Linked DNA regions of Triticum aestivum: region 1 is linked to region 2. The links are chromatin contacts, called in public HiCAR-type maps. All regions are on one chromosome and are shown on one strand. The core of a region is the stretch at or near the end of the contact, and the rest is flanking DNA. Distances in the headings are between cores, read along the strand shown. Region 1 holds the start of LOC123123663 (transcription factor PCF2). Region 2 holds the start of LOC123123662 (ferredoxin-3, chloroplastic).

Region 1 (2,700 bases), core at 188-2,687, 230 kb after region 2:
AGTGTTTTTTAGAAGAAGAAAGAATATGATCGAGCAGTTGACTTGGTCTGATGGTCCATGTGTAACATTTGATGCTCAATTGGAAGGTATGGTGATCTATTTCTATAAAAACCAATACACTTCATAGGGGCACTATTGGTATGGAAGAGGCTGTCACATATACCTTGTAGAGTTACAAGGTATATACCCTTGTTCACCTAAGTTTTTCATCGAAAAGCTCTTTTTCAATGACTCTTTAATTGCACTAGGAAATTTCACTTCATTGTCAATTAACAATATGTCGTTCAGATATAAGATTAGAAATACTTTTGAATTTCTACTAAACTTCTTGTTGACACGCCATTCCTGATAAAGCCATACCCTTTGACAACTTCATCAGAGCGTATATTCCAACTCCTTGATGCTTACTTCAAACCATAAATGGCCATTTGAAGCTTGCACACCTTAGCGACATCCTTAGCATCGACATAACCTTTAGGTTGTGTCATGTATATATTCTTTTCGAAGTTTCCACTTAAGAAAGTTGTCTTGATGCTCATCTATCATATCTCGTAATCGAAATAAGCAGCAATTGCCATCATAATCCGCATAGACTTAAGCATTGTATCAACCTATGAATTTGTCAAAAGCCCTTCGTGACAAGTTAAGCCAAAAAAACTGACGTTCGCCCCATATAATTTCCGAGAAAAAAAATACCCCATCGTCCAGTGCCGAGCGGAAGGAAAAGGCGCGTGGACGCACGCACGGTGGTATCTCTGGAGACGCGGGCCCAGATCTCCACCGTAACGGGCGGGTGGTCCCCGCCGTCGGCGTGCTACGGTCCAGCTGGGACCAACGCCAGGCCAGCTGCCAGTCCCACCCCCACCCACCGCCAGCGGGGCCACCCCCGCCACACGCGCCGTCTGCCCCACCCCACCCCGTCCGAAAGGTGCCTTTTTATTCCAGCGAGTGCTACATTTGCATTTTGGTTTCGAAAGGCGCGGGAGCGGTCAGTCACGTGCACGGACGCGGATCTTAAGGCCATCAACCCCCATTAAACCCTAATCAGGCGGGCCCACCTCGTAATCACGCGTTAATTACCCCTTTTATTCGCCTGGATTTGACCCGTACGCACGCACGCACACGCATCCGTGGGCAGTGGGGCCAGCGGTTTCTCAATGGGCGTGGTGGGCCCGGGGCTGATCCGACTGGCTGGCCCAACGGGCAGGAGCAGGGGGGGGGAAACGACAGCCGCTCCCGGGCCCCCGGATCCGCCAGGATCAGGATCAAATGCGCGCCTGCCCGCGGGGCCCGGGCCCACTACAGCGCGGCGAGGGGAAGGTGGACCCGGTCCCCACCACCAGCGCCGGGACCCGGGATGGGCGGTGGCCCCACGCCGAGTGACACCACACGGGCAGCGGTAGGACCACCACCAAGTAACAACACCCCACCCACCCCCACCCCAACCCCACCCCACCATCTCCCGCGACACGCGAAAACACCACCAGCCGCGGCGCGCCGGGGAATTTGCCCGGCCGGGATGGAGTCGGAGGGGCAGGACAGGCCGCTGGGCGAGGGGGAAGCAAACGCCGGCGGGGTGGCTGAGCCGGGGGCGATGGCGATGGTGCCGGTGCCGGTACGCGGGGGGTACATGGTGGTGCCCAAGCCGGAGCCGGTGGAGCTCTTCGGGGCCGGCGGGGGCGGGATGGTGGTGCGCAAGCCGCCGCCGAGGAACCGGGACCGGCACACCAAGGTCGAGGGCCGCGGCCGCCGGATCCGCATGCCGGCCGCCTGCGCCGCCAGGATCTTCCAGCTCACCCGCGAGCTAGGGCACAAGTCGGACGGCGAGACCGTGCGCTGGCTGCTGCAGCAGTCCGAGCCGGCCATCGTCGCCGCCACCGGCACCGGCACCGTGCCCGCCATCGCCACCACCGTCGACGGCGTGCTCCGGATCCCCACCCAGTCCGCCTCCTCCGCCGTCGTCGACGACGAGGCCTCCGCCAAGCGCCGCCGCAAGCTGCAGCCCACGCGCGCCGCCGGACCGCTCGCCACCGTGCCGCCCACCGCCGCCTACTACTCCGTCCTCGCCGACCCTCTCCTGCAGGGCGGCGCCGGGAGCGCGGCCATTTCCGTCGCCAGCGGCCTCGCTCCAATCGGCGGTCAGCAGGGCCTCGTCCCCGTCTTCGCCGTCCCGTCCGCCGCTGGGGCCGCCGGAGCCAACCACATGATCCCGCAGGCCACCGCCGTGTGGATGGTCCCGCAGCCGGCCGGCGCCCCCAACCAGCCCACCCAGTACTGGGCCTTCCAGTCCGCGCCACAGCTCATCAACCTCGCCGGCGCGCAGACCATGCCGGCTGGAGCTGTGTTCCCCAACGTTGCCGCCGACTACCATCAACAGCAGCAGTCTGCTTCTACCGTGGTCCAGAACACCAACTCGGACCACCACCAGCAGCAGTTCAGCCATCATCTCACCGGCGCCGAGTCGCACGAGCAGCAGCGCCGCGACCACCACCCGGAGGAGGACGACGCCGATGATGACGACGAGCCAGTCTCCGACTCCAGCCCAGAAGACTAACGAAGCAGAGCAAAGCCACGAAAGCACTCCACTGCTCCACTGCAGCCAAAAGTCAATCCAAAGAAGAAACCTTAGGTTCTATTCTAGTGAAATATTTATTCTCCGATTATGTATTAGTCAGTAATGATACCACTGTTGCCCCTACG
Region 2 (2,850 bases), core at 29-2,528:
GCATTTGGGTTTATACTCACCATAACATATGCATCTATTTTTGAACATTGAAATTAATTGCAAAACGCTTAACATGCAACAAAAAAAGAGAAAGCATAAAATGCATATAAACAATGAGATAAATCCGAAGTTAAAAAAAACAATGAGACAAATCCGTACTCGGGCAGGCAACTCCCCCCTCTGACTCCAAAAGGAGGGCCTATAAATGTTCTCTCAAGTTAAATGGCCAACAATTATGGCATCAATTTAGTATCATTATATACAAAAGAAATTATTCTCATGATATTTTTGTAATGTTGTTATTGATGGTTTCCCTATAAACCTGGTCAAACTCTCCATCATTTGATTTCAAGCAAAATTTATAAGCCTTTTTTTAGGGGGGGTTGCGAAATTAGGAAATGTTTGGAGTTAAGAGGCTTTAAGAATAAAAGGCAAACAATCAACTAGAACCAAACTAGACATCGCTTAACATAAGGACAACGACATCGGAATGTAGAGTTAGAGGCTTCCACAACGGTTTGCGCCCCCACATCGACATAAGTGGTGGCATAGGGATGCAAGCTGCGGCCTGCTAATCCCACGAAAACAGCCAATTAGTTCGCATCCGACCAAAAAACAACACCAAGTTTTTTTTGATGTTGGCCGCGTATCCACCCCGCTCGCCTCCTTAAAGGAGCATTAAGATAAGGCGGAGTCATGAGAGACATTAGTGCGGGTTATCCGTAATCTACATAGGTGAGGACCCCCTGTTACAACCACGAAAACGAAATTTCACCCATGTCCATCTACAACATGCTCACCATACATACTCCCTCCGTGGACCCGAATTAGTTGTTTTAGATTTGTCTAGATACACCCAGTAATATATACAACCAACAAAGTGCGGCAAGCCCTAACCAGAACGAGGACGAGACAAGCAAATATCAAAAGTGTTTTTGCGAGATGCATGGTGAGAGATTGTAGCCGACGAGAAATTTCTTTCGTGTGCAATCGTAGCGCAGGTATAAAAAGAACCTATGAAATGCAGGCGTACGGAGAAAACAAAGCACGTGGAGTGACTAAAACTCTTCCAATAAAAAAAAGATGTACCTACCGGGGGGCTCCAGAACCTTCCTGGAGGAGGAATGAATGAATGTGGGCCGAAACTGGAAACCGGCCAGACCAGACCCAGCGCCGCACCCCCGGGTTCGTTCGTTCGCAGCCGCCGCGGGGGGCAAACCCGTCATTTCGTCCGCATCTTTTCTGCCGGGTTTTTTTTTCAACGAGAAAACGGCGACCGCTGCCAGGGCAGGCAAGGGCACTCGCCATTCCGCCTATTAAAAGGTGGCCGCCGCCGCCGCCCACCCCCACCACAGACACAGAGAACACACGCAAGGAGGAGGAGGCAAGGGAAGCCGCCGCCGCCGCCGCCGCCGCCGCCCCCGCCCCGTCCCTCCTCGCCGGCCCGCCGCCACAGGTAGCAAGCAGCTGTCCCGATCTGTTCTCTTCCTTCTCTGTTTTTCCCCTCTTGTTTCACTTCCTTCTGGCGGCGGCGTGCGAACCCTACCCAGCCAGTTCTCCGGGACAGGACGGGACGGGACGGGCGCCGGAATCTCCGCCCGGCTCGCCGCCGATCTGCTCTGCTTTGCGTTGAGTAGCGGCCTGGTTATCCCCCCGGAATCTCCAACCCCACCCGCGCGCCTCGTTAAGTCCGCCCGTGTCGCATGCTCAGCCCGAGCCCTCAACAGGGACGGGCAGGGGATCTCGTCGTTTCCTCCCTCCATCCGGGGAACAAAGGGGTGGGGGGTGGGGTGGAAATGGAACACGCGCTCCGGTTTTCGTCGTCGTCGCCGTGAGCACGCAGGTTTTGGGGATTCTGTCTGGGTTTAGATATGTATGTATGTATGTATGTAGTACTATGTAGGTAGGTGAACAAACCCAACATTTCAGTTTACCCATGCCCCGATTCGACGAATTATTTGTTTGCCGTCGCTCAGGGTTTTGGATTTTGATGATACTAGAGTAGATGGTCATGGCGGGCGGCCCTGGTAGGAAAGGAAGGGAGGCTGGTTTTCTCTTCATTTACCTGTGTGTGTGTGTGTGTCCGGGAGCTTCGAGTGAATGGCAGGGATGCAGTGCTTGCCTTTCTCATATTGCTCCGGAGAGTGACTCCGGCCTTGTACTGGAGGGGGGTGCTGGCTTGTCCTCACTTTTCCCTCCTTGGTTAACATACCGTTGGCTTATATCAGCATCCCGACTCGTGTTTGGTCTTAAAACCCGCTGTTTGTCACGCAAATAATGTGTGTGTGTGTGTGTGTGATGTTCCAGTGTTAGTGTTGGATAGCATGTTGGACGATGCAGTCCGACACAATAGGCGCACAATAAGCATGACCTCTTACGTTTTTCTTCTCCTATTATTAGAGTTTGGACAAACATGAAATTGTTTGCTCTATTAAGCAGTTCATGTTTTGCGTGCTGTGTCCTGGAGCTTCGAGTGAAGAGCAGGGTTGCAATGCCTGCCTTTCTCATACTGCTCCAAAAGTAATTATGGCCTTCTCACCAAGGGAGTGGATGGCCTGTCCCCATTTCTCTTTGTTGGTAAAGATACCGTTGGCATATATCAGCACAACATTTTCATACAAAATTAAGAAGGTTGATTTAGGTCCAGGCGGGTATCTTTTTTTCACAATAGAGCCTTTCTGTTTCCTGTGTCCCTGGTCTGGGTGTCAATCGTTTATCATGAAATTAGTTGTTATCTTGAGCAAGCAACAAAGGGGCGTTGATGTTGCGTATTTTGTTCTGGAGCTTCGAGTGAAGGGCAGGAGTGCAATGCCTGCCTTTCTCATACTGCTCCAGAGAGTAACCGTGGCC

What was found. HiCAR-type assays count read pairs that join an accessible place to other places.
Region 1: a contact with region 2 is called in a HiCAR-type map of leaf, with 5 times the contacts expected there. The contact joins the promoter of LOC123123663 here to the promoter of LOC123123662 in region 2. A contact is called at or near these places in 2 of 5 Hi-C or Micro-C datasets (leaf and an unstated tissue) and 1 of 1 datasets of contacts at active chromatin or transcription factors (leaf).

What each region holds. Positions count from the first base shown.
Region 1 is chr5D:542,479,310-542,482,009 of IWGSC CS RefSeq v2.1, forward strand. It overlaps LOC123123663 (transcription factor PCF2), which reads left to right and starts at 1,438. Exons shown (of 1, transcript XM_044544222.1): 1 at 1,438-2,700. The coding sequence starts at 1,520. The coding sequence ends at 2,554.
Region 2 is chr5D:542,250,225-542,253,074 of IWGSC CS RefSeq v2.1, forward strand. It overlaps LOC123123662 (ferredoxin-3, chloroplastic), which reads left to right and starts at 1,279. Exons shown (of 2, transcript XM_044544221.1): 1 at 1,279-1,456.